Regions from separate parts of the Mus musculus genome. Here all the other regions are linked to region 2. A link is a contact called in public Hi-C and promoter capture Hi-C data. All regions are on one chromosome and are shown on one strand. The core of a region is the stretch at or near the end of the contact, and the rest is flanking DNA. Distances in the headings are between cores, read along the strand shown. Region 1 holds the start of Fam117a (family with sequence similarity 117, member A). Region 2 holds the start of Snf8 (SNF8, ESCRT-II complex subunit, homolog (S. cerevisiae)). Region 3 holds the start of Spop (speckle-type BTB/POZ protein).

What was found. Promoter capture Hi-C pulls out the DNA fragments that hold promoters and counts their contacts. Hi-C and Micro-C count contacts between places; a contact is called where the count stands out from the background.
Region 1: a contact with region 2 is called in a Hi-C map of B cells, with 5 read pairs. The contact joins the promoter of Fam117a here to the promoter of Snf8 in region 2. A contact is called at or near these places in 3 of 39 promoter capture datasets (cranial neural crest and liver) and 1 of 484 Hi-C or Micro-C datasets (B cells).
Region 3: a contact with region 2 is called in a promoter capture Hi-C map of neural stem cells. The contact joins the promoter of Spop here to the promoter of Snf8 in region 2. A contact is called at or near these places in 2 of 39 promoter capture datasets (neural stem cells and pre-B cells).

Annotation. Positions count from the first base shown.
Region 1 is chr11:95,335,441-95,338,749 of GRCm38.p6, forward strand. It overlaps Fam117a (family with sequence similarity 117, member A), which reads left to right and starts at 1,578. Exons shown (of 8, transcript NM_172543.4): 1 at 1,578-1,821. The coding sequence starts at 1,626.
Region 2 is chr11:96,032,824-96,036,377 of GRCm38.p6, forward strand. Snf8 (SNF8, ESCRT-II complex subunit, homolog (S. cerevisiae)) reads left to right here and starts at 2,062. Exons shown (of 8, transcript NM_033568.3): 1 at 2,062-2,244; 2 at 2,496-2,546. The coding sequence starts at 2,191. Gm24949 (a small nucleolar RNA gene) reads left to right here; the gene lies at 1-69.
Region 3 is chr11:95,412,537-95,416,243 of GRCm38.p6, forward strand. Spop (speckle-type BTB/POZ protein) reads left to right here and starts at 1,547. Exons shown (of 10, transcript NM_001359107.1): 1 at 1,547-1,868.

The DNA of each region.
Region 1 (3,309 bases), core at 328-2,827, 700 kb before region 2:
CTGAGTTTTAATTCCAACCACCAGGTCTTATTCATCCCTATCAGGCATTTAGTAAGACTGTCGTCCTCATGGAAAAAAAAGAGTACTATTTTCTTCCATCACAAACAATCTATATGTCAGAGCTTGAAGCAAATCGTTCAAACATGAAAGTAGTGTCTTTGCAGAGAAAAATCTTTTCACAGTATGTTCCTTTGCCTCCATGTTCTGTGTTCTGGTCTGATTTTAATATTCAGCCAACTGTTGCATTCCCACTCTGAGCGTTATCTGCTTTCAGTATTGGATCCCAAGGTACTCTCGCAGCACGCACACCCAGTTTACTCCCTTTCCTCTGATTAGTAAGTGTGGCTTCAAGGGAATACCTTTAAAAAAAATACTAAACTCGGTAGAGACTGAAATAGAAAGACAAATCGGTAGCAAGGTCAAAATTAGAATTCATAACTAAATATAAATCTAGAGGGAATTATCCAATTACTTGGATGGTCCCTTCTCACAGACAGTCCAGCGTTAATTGGCTCTGTTTCTTTTCCATATATAGAACAAAGTAGCAAGAGTAATGGATTTTTTTTTTTTGAGATGCATTGTTTTAATAGTATCTTAAATACTGCTTTTTCTTTTTTCCGAAAATGTGTTCACATATACATAGCATATAATTTTCACAGCTTGCCAGTATTCTCTTTGGGGACCATCTGGTCTTTGACTTGTAGGTCAGAGAGCAACTGAGCTGGAAAGACAAAGATTTCCTAGTGGAGTCACTATCAAACTTGATCAGATTTATCATTTACTTTGTTTTGCTAGGTACACTTACAATGGATGGTTCTGAAGGGAAATTCCCAGCTCCCTTTTAAAGGCTCAAGTTAATTTACAGACTAACAGCTGTTTTTATTGAGATTGGACCAGCTTCAGGAAGGGACTTGGAAACGTAGAAGACAAATGAGTGTCATGTGAGGCGAGGTAGCCATTAAATGTACGAATTTAATGCAAAGCTCATGCAAATGATAGGCAAACCTTCTATAAATTTATCGAATCTCAGTTTGGAGTTTGTCAGCTGCAGTGAAATCTCATGAGAATTGAAAACTAATGTTTTTTAGTTAAACTAAATGTAATGGCTTTTGAAGTTAGGCATTCTCAGTCCCATTGAAACTGCTTAGAGTTTGACACTACCACCTTTAAAGATTTCAGTAGTGTTTGATTCCAGTCCACATCCAGCCCCGCCCCCTGCACAGCCTGACATCACATGGCATATATTTGCATACTACCTGGGACTGGGTGTGACGATCCTCCCCTTTGAACCTTCTCATTGGCAGTGCTGAAGAACCAGCCCTCTACTGGAAGGTCCAATCGGCAGCCTTAAGGACATTAAAAAAAAAAAAAAAAAAGAAAAGAAGAAAATCAGGAGGGTGGGGGTCTTGACTTGATGGCTGAGCACATGGACCAATCATCCTCGGAAACAGAAGAGCCCCGCCATGGATTGGTTGAGGGGGAGGTCCTGGGACTCTGTAGGCCAATTAGAACTCTGGGCCGAGGGGGCCGGTCCGCGCCCGTAGGGCAGATAAGTAGCGGCCGCGGGGGTTGGGGGCAGTGTGGGGCTCGCCGTGGGGGTGAGGCGGCAGGTAGCCGGGTGGGCCATGTCCGGGGCCGCAGCGGGCGGCCGAGGCGGAGGTTCCTGGGGGCCGGGGCGCGGAGGGGCGGGGGGTCTCCGGCGGGGCTGCTCTCCACCGGCGCCCGCTGGCTCCCCCCGGGTCGGTCTGCAGCCACTCAGGGCTACGGTCCCCTTCCAGCTGCAGCAGCCTCACCAGCGCCGGGACGGGGGTGGCCGCGCAGGTGAGCCGGGTCCGGAGCGGGTGCTGGGGCGACGGGCTGGAGAGTACTAGAAGTAGATGGGAGGTGAGAGAAGAGAAAAAGGGGCGCTCAGAGTTCGCGAGGGCGGAGGGAGCGAAGGCGAGCAGCTGCGAACCTGCGGTGCAACTCCGGGACGGGGTGCCGGGTGCATGGGCCGGGGACCAGAGGGGAGGGACCTGGCAGATGGAAGCTAGCTTTGGGGGGGCGTAACCGAAAAGTGGTCCGAAGTGTCCGCCCGGGCGGTGTGAGAAGTGCTAGAGTGCGTGCAAGGAGTGTTGTGGGCGTCCGGAGTCGAGGGCTTCACTGGGAGCCAGAACCGGTGGGCGCTGGACGCCTGCTCAGTGAGGGGGAGGGGCATGGAAGAGAGCCGGGTGGAGCCATGTGTTACTTCTCCTGCTTGAGTTTGGCCCCAGCGTCTCTCTCTATGGCTCTCGAGTTCCTTTCTTCACCACTTCACGTGCGCTTTCACATTATGCTTCTTCCAGGAGATGATTTGAACTCAGCCCGTTGGAATAAGTTAGTTTAACGGCTTTTACTTCGGTGCAAACATACCTCTGTTACCGATTTTCTACATTCCTCTCGGGGTAGCCCCGAAGTTGAATGTTCCCATATCTCTGACTTGCTTAACATGGCTGTCTCTTTCCAGTTATTCTGTGCGTGTGTGCTTATGTACAGGAGTTGGGCAGTTTGCATCCTACTTCTTGCCTCCTCCGAAGGTGTTTTGCCCTGAGCATTCCCAGCCAACGTGGCAGTGGAGTGCTTACAATCAAGTATGCTGTGTTAAATACCCCACTTTCTGAACAGCGCCGAAGCAGTTTCTTAATAGCAGCTTGATGTGGTGGGTGTGGGGAAACTAGGGTGGAGCAAATTTAACCTTGCTTTCACACTTAAGGCTGTGATGGGACCCACAATTGCAGGCCCTTTGGAACGGAAAGGGAACCTACTTGCATGAGGAGGTTGGCAGTAAGTTAAAAGTGAAGTTTGCGTTTGATTCACACCAGATGTGAAAGGATCATTGCACACTTCCTAAGTCTAAGTTTGTACCAAATGTACAGAAGCTATGGTCCCTGCCATCCTACTGTGACAGTCCCTACACCAGTCTCTTGTGCTTTCTGCAGATGACTAAGCTTGGACATTGCATATCCTCTTCCTGAAGGTATTCTGTTACAGGAGTCTTGCTAGATAGGAATGGGATTCATCGGGTCTTTGAGGTAGAAAGCCAAGTCTATTTGGACCTCACTGTATGTGCTAGTATCACATTCTGGAACGCAGAACTTGATCAAATCTGGTAGCAAGATGGTGACCAAGTAGTCAAAGTATGTGTAGAATCTGGTGGTATAGAAGAAGGCAATGCCCAGACAAACTCGTGCCTATCGTCAACTATAAAGCAAACCACAAGACTACAAACCTGTTGGTTTTGTTTGGGCTTCCTTGAAACCCAGGGAAGCTAGAGCAGCAAGCACCAGAACC
Region 2 (3,554 bases), core at 812-3,311:
CTCTTGCCATTGATGATCATTCTTCTCTCCTTCGGGAGGGTGAGAGGGAGGGAACGCAGTCTGAGTGGATTTGGTTTATTAAAAAAAAAGAAAAGAAAGAAAAAGAAAAAAGAAAACAAAAAACCAAAAGGGCTAGAGAGACAGCTCAGCAGTTAACAGCACTGGCTGTTCTTCTGAAGGTCATGAGTTCAAGTCCTAGTAGCCACATGGTGGTTCACACCCATCTGTAATTGGACCTAAGGCCCTCTTCTAGTGTGTCTGAAGACAGTGATGGTGACAGTATACTCACATATACATAAAATAAATAAATCTTTTTTAAAAAATCCTCCCAGTAGAACTGCTGGATCACATGGCAAATATAGTTAAACAACAACAACAAAAGGAAATTTGAAATAAAATTTATATCATATATCTTATATTATATATCATATGTATATTTATGGGGTGGGGTGGCTGGAGGGATGGCTTAGTGGTAAAGAGCACTGACTGTTTTTGCAAAGGATCTGGGGTTCAATTCCCAGCATGGACAAGACACTTTACAACTGTTTATATATCTGGTCCCAAGAGATCTGATGCCCTCTTCTGGCATCTAAGAGCACTGCATACAAGTGATGTACATCCACACTGACAAAACATACATAAAAATACAATTTAAAAACATTTACATTTTTTTTAAGACTTCTGAATTTCTTTTTTTTTTCCTTTTCCTTTTTCTTTTTTTTTTCTGAGACAGGGTTTCTCTGGGATTAAAGGTGTGTGCCACCACCGCCCGGCTTCTTCTTTTTTTTTTTTTTTTTTTTTTCGAGACAGGGTTTCTCTGTGTAGACCTGGCTGTCCTGGAACTCACTCTGTAGACCAGACTGGCCTCGAACTCAGAAATCAGCCTGCCTCTGCCTTCCAAGTGCTGAGATTAAAGGCATTTGCCGACACTGCCCGGCATAAATAAATCTTAAAAAAAAAAAAAGAAGGCAAAGGAAAAGTTTGGATTTACATTTGTGGCATCTTGAATATCTGATGAGAGTGTCAAAGTCTCAAACAGAGTTACATGTTTTCCTCCCTTCGTTTGTGTAATGTATTTCCTCCTAGCCAGCCACTGTAAAAGACTGTCTATAAACATCGTTTTTAATCATAACGATTGTATTTAAAACCTCACCACTAGCTCTTACTAGGCACAACACTGCCTGTGTTAGGGAGAAATTTAGAAGTTCATGCAGTAAGCCTGTCTGCTAGGTGGAATAAACAAACCCTGACTTGATCAAACTTACCTATTGAATTCCTCTGCAGAAATTCTTGAGTTGGGTTAAGATTTTACAGCTAAGGGCCAGGTATGGTGGCTCAAGATGGGGAAGATCTCTGAATTCAAGGCCAGTGTGGTCTACAGAGCAAGTGAATTCTAGGACTGCCAAGGCTACATTGAGAAACTCTGTCTCCCCCTAGCCCACTCCGCCCCCTCCAAAAAACCCAAATTTGAGTCAGACTGTCTGACTCATAGCTAGTCCTATTTCATGACGTTAAGTAATTTAAGGCAGATTCCCGAATCCCTTGTGAAATACAATACCAACTCACGAACTTGAGGGTTTTGAACAAGTATAGAACAAGGCAAGTTGTGCAGTGCGTGGCACAAAACTATCAGATGCTGCCGCCTTTTTTTTTTTGTTAATCTAAGGTTTCGTTTTATTCTCGGTTTTTGCTCAAGGTAGCACCCATGAGTTTGGTGGCTCATGCATTTAATCCCAACATTTGGAGGTAAAGGCAGGAGAACTCTGAATTCGAAGTGAGCTTGGCTTGCATAGTTCCAGACCAACCAACCATGGTTATGGAGAGACCCTTGCTAAAAAAAAAAAAAAAATGGCACCTTCCATGGCCAACACAGCTCTTGGTCATGTCCCTGAAGCATCTGTCGCTCTCCAGGAGCCCACCTTGGTAGGATGCATGGGGAATTAAAATAGGACATGGGGTTAGCGTTTGCGATGTCGTCTGGACTTCCTGGAAATTGGCCCCCAGCTAGGGCGGGGACTGGGGCCCTTGCAAGAAACTCCTCGACTCCGCGGCAGGAAGTGAATATCGAGACTTCCGGCGCGCTCAAATGACGCACGGCACCCGGCTTCCGTGTTGGGAGCTGGCGACAGAACCTGGGACGCGGAGAGCTGGGGTCGGGGCTGCGGGGCGGCCCGCGGGCCCGGGGTGGGGATGCACCGGCGCGGGGTGGGAGCTGGCGCCATTGCCAAGAAGAAACTCGCAGAGGTGAGCGCGAAAGAAGCCGGGATGGAGCCTGCTCTGCCCTCGAGACACTGAATTCTCCCGGAATGGAGTTCTAGTCCCCTAAATCTGTAGAAGACAGGTTTCTCCGGAGCCCAGGGAGGAGTGATTGGAGTGTCAGGAGGCTGCTGGTTAAGTCACTGCATAAGACATATCTTTAATACTAAGGCAGTGGCAGCGCAATGGGAGCCTTGGCGATCACTGTCACAACTCATGCCGGTCTTTTTGTCTGACAGGCCAAGTATAAGGAGCGAGGGACTGTCCTGGCTGAGGACCAGCTGGCCCAGGTGAGTGACTGAAAGGCTTCAGACAGGAAGGGAGATGGACCAGGGCTGGCCAATATACCTTTGGTATAGATCGTCTCCACTGAACTAAAAATAGGATGTCAGGCAAATCCAGATTTAGGGAGAATGGCTAGTAATACTAGCTAAGATTTTTGACTGATTAGACTTGTGCGTTTCCCCTTTTTATTTTATTTGGTTATTGTCTCTTTTTGTTTTTTTTAAAGATGGTGTCTCACTTTGCTGCTAAGGCTGGGCTCCCAGCCTGTCCAGCCTCAGTCTGATCAGAGCAAATGCCACCCTTCCCAACCTTATGGTCATGTTCAATCCTCATTACAATTCCATGTCAACCTAGATTTAAAAAGTTCATCCAGTGATCTGGGAATGTACCTCAGCGTTAGAGCGTTTGCCTGACATGCACAAGTGCTGGAAGCCGTGCTCAACACAGCAAAAATTTAAACTTTCTTTAAAAACCAAAATGATAATTTTTCCTCAGAGTACTGACATTTCGCCAGGCAGAGGTGGCACACGCCTTTAATCCCAGGACTCGGGAAGGCAGGGACAGATGGATCTCTGAGTTGGAGGCCAGCCTGGTCTACAGAGGGAATTCCAGGATAGCCATGGCTATAAAGAGTCACCGTGCTGTCTTGAAAAACAAAACAAAAACGAATGCTGATATCTATCTATTTATTTTTAAAAGATTTATTTATTTAATATATGTGAGTACATTGTTGCTGTATTCAGACACACGAGAAGAAGGCACCAAGATGACATTACAGATGGTTGTGAGCCACCACGTGGTGCGGGAATTGAACTCAGGACCTCTGGAAGAGCAGCCAGTGCTCTTACCCGCTGAGCCATCTCTCCAGCCCACTGATATTTATTTACTAATAACATTGCAGTTGCATTAGGAAAGCATAAGCCAATGGGATTCACCGGCATGTCCAAAGAAGTTGAGACAGAAAGTAAAATTATTAATATTATGAGAGATACTTTGAAATGATAATCTTTAGG
Region 3 (3,707 bases), core at 297-2,796, 620 kb before region 2:
AAAATAAAGCAGAGAAAAAAAAAACCAATAAGAGCAATTTCATCTAGAATCTAGGTTGTGTAAGGCCCCAAGGGTTTGGAAGGTTTTGCTTATAATTCCTAGGATATTTCATATGGGGATTACGGGGTCTGCTTCTATACTTGAAAGTGGAAAGCCTCCCGGCACTGTCGGGGTTCTTTCCAAACCCAGTGGCTTGGTTCCTGGGCTGCCAGCCTTCCCTGCTGAACAGGCTCACCAGCCACTGGGTGCCAAGGAGCATGTGGCAAGAGATAGGAGCAGAGTCTCCTGGAGACTGTCCCAAGGCCTGGAAAGCAGTAGGGTGCCAGGAAGCAGCTCTCAATTAGGCTGCAACCCTGTTACCTCATGACCCACAGGGTCACTGGGTTGATCTCTCAGAGCTAGGTGTGTGCTTGATATGTGTATGCAAGAGGCAGTCTGCTTTTGCTTTTGAGAGCTTGATTCAGTAATAAAATATTTTCTTTTAAGTTTAAGGTAATCGAAGAATGTAACACAAAGATGACTGTTTTCTTCCAGGGCCAAGATGCTCTGAGACAATTCTACCCAACTCCAGAATCACTTTTGGTCCATGGGAGCTAAGACATGAGACAGACTGGGGACCCGGATGGCTTAGCCAAGGAATTGTCACAGAATCAGCTTCCTCTCCATTGGGTCTCTCTCTCTCTCTCTCTCTCTCTCTCTCTCTCTCTCTCTCTCTCTCACACACACACACACACACACACACACCCCTTCTGCCTTTCCCAGAAAGAACAGCTCTTTGGTTATTGTTGTCAAATGCTAATTTATTTAGTTTTCAAGACGCGGTATCACCTTGTAATTCTAGCTGACTGTGAACTCAGTAAGTAGACCAAGCTGGCCTTAAATTCACAGAGCTTCTCCTGCCTCTGCCTCCCGAGTTCTGGGGTTAAAGGTGTGCCTCACAGTACTCTAGCAAAGTACCTTATAAATGTTAGCATTTGCAGGCTAGGCTTATTGGACATGGATCTCTATGAATTTAAGGCCAGCCTGTCAACAAAGAGAGTGCTAGGTCAACCAATCCTATAGAGCAAGACCCTATTTCAAAAAATAAAACAAACTAAAACACATGTTAAAAGTTCTTTAAAAAGTATTTTAGCTGAGAGTTGCCTAAAAAAGAAAGTAAGAGCTAAGTCATCGGTAATCCACAAACTGCACAACTAGGTTTCAGTTGCGAAATGCCTGTTGCTGCTCCACCCACCCGGTCCCTGGATCTCAGCTTCCTTCCTCCATTCTGGCCTCGCACCTCAGCGCGAACTTCTGCGCGCTGCACGCGACCCCCTCCGAGTTCCCGCCTCTTTCCACTCTGGCTCCGCCTTCCGCCCAAATTCCCGGGCCCTGGCACCACCTCGCGACGCTTGCGCACTAGGGAAGGTAGGCGGAGTCTTAAAAGAGGAGGAGCTGGAGAGTCTTGAGCGGGACGGGGTGGGGCGGGGCAGGACGGGGCGGGGCGAGGCGGGGTGGGGCGGGGCGGGAAGCTGGGGGGAGGAGGCCGCGCGGGGTGGGGCCCGGCGGGTACGCGCTCGCTGCGTCGACGTGCTGACGACAGGACGCCCAGGCCGGTGTGTGTCGGTGTGTATGTGTGTGTGTGTGTGTGTGTATGTGTGTGTGTGTGTGTGTGTGTGGTGTGTGTGTGTGTGGTGTGTGTGTGTGTGTGGTGTGTGTGTGTGTATGTGTGTATGTGTGTGTGTGTATGTGTGTGTATGTGTTTGTATGTGTGTGCGCGCTCCAAGAGTGTATTTGTGTATCGGCGGTCCCGCAGGTCCCGGATGTTGCGGGCAGTATGAGGCGAGCGCAGGGGGACAGGGACCAGCAGCTGTCGCCGCCGTTCTCAGGTGAGTGTGTGTATGTGTGTGTCAAGAGTCGAAGAAGGGGTTGGCCTGTTGGGGTGCGGGGTTTTTCCTTGAGAAGTGACTAAACCCTCCCCCACAACACACACTTTTCCTAATGTACTATTCTCTGCCCCATTTCCTATGTTGGTTTCCTGGCCCGAGGAAGCCAGAGCCTAGTCAGCCGTCCGTTCTTCCTACCTCAAGCATTCTGGAAACACAAACGCGCCCCCTGCCTCCTGCCTCCCTCACCATCATATCCCCAACCCCATCCCCCTTGCCAAATAGTGAGCTGTCGCCTGCGGCGAGATGGGGAACTGCGCATGCTCGAATGTGAAGGAGCTCCGGGTGCCTGGTCGCTGCTTCAGGACGCATGCGCATTGCTGTTTTGCAGGGACCTGCGGGATAAAGAGCCCCTTGACCACGAGCCCGCCTTCTTCGCTAGACTTGCCACCCAATAGTGAGCTTGTCGCTCCGATCCGAGAGGGAGAATTTAAATTATGCGAGGGATTTAAGGACAAAGCACTATTTGCATCTGGTGTTGCCCTAGAGACTCCCAGGCTACCAACGCCTCCTAGAGCCAACGTGTCCCACGCTGACCCTTCTTTTTGAAACTTAACTGCTACTTCTACTTCTAGTATTACTTCCCTTTCCACCACTCCCGTCGTCATGCTGAAACCTTACTACAAACTTCCCCTAAGTTTAGGAGTAAGTCCAACTCGTTATTCTGGCAGGGGATTTTGATAGTCTTGTTAAAAAGGATTTGTTAAAAGGTCCATTAAAAAAGAAACTAAGGTGGGAATTTCTCTTTAGTAAAATTCTGAGTTGCCTTTACAGAGTAGCTAAGGAAGGGATAAGTGCCACACACAGACTTGAGGTAACAACAAAACAGAAATCAAGCTGTCAATCAGTAGCTTCATTTCAGCCCTTTTACTTAGTGGGACCTTTTTGGTTCATTGTGTGTGTGTGTGTAAGTTCTTCCATAGCGTTTCAGTTTAGTTATACATTTAGTTGTACAGTTTAGTTGTACATTCTGTGACAATATGGAAACAGGGGTAATCAGAAACAATTGAACAACTTGTCCAGAAGTATTAGTTTCAAATAATTTGAGCACTAATTCTTTCATATTGGCAAGTTCCAAAAAATTAAAATGAGGAACTTTACAAAAATATTCCAGTGACTTAGGTCCCAGAGTTTTAGCTGACAGACTGCAGTTGGTTCTTTAGTTTGGTGCTGTGCCATCCCTCTTAGAAACTTTGTCTTAGCTCTACCATGTAGGGAAAAAGATGTTTTATTTGTTTTTGATATAGTCAAGTTGTTATGTAGCCATGACTGGCATGGAATTCCCTATGAAGACCATGCTGGTCTCAAGACTGTATTCACAGAGATCTGCTTACCTCTGCCTCCCTAGTGCCAGGTATACATTTGGTCCCAAAGATAAACACTTTCTACTAGCAAAAAGTTTGCTGAATTGTATTGAAATGAATAGCTAACTTGTTGTTGGGTGGAGAGAATGGAAAAGGGAGGGGCATCTTTTGTTTTTCAGTTGTCTGGCTAACCTAATGTCTCATACTCTTGGGAGTGGGACATGAATCAGCCTTGTTTTGAAATTCCTTTTCCTTTGTGTTCTTTCTTTGGTATTCTCACAAGACATAATTTTGGTTGGCATTTTATCCCTAGAACCTCATGTTCTTGGTCTTGAAAGTGTATGAACACTTCTCACTTCCTCATTTAACTGGGCTTTATGTGGTTCAGTTGTCTGTCTATTGTGCTGTTTCCAGTTGCCATGTTGCACTTGGATCCAGAGGATGACACAGAGCAGCACAGGGGTTGGGGGCAGGGGCA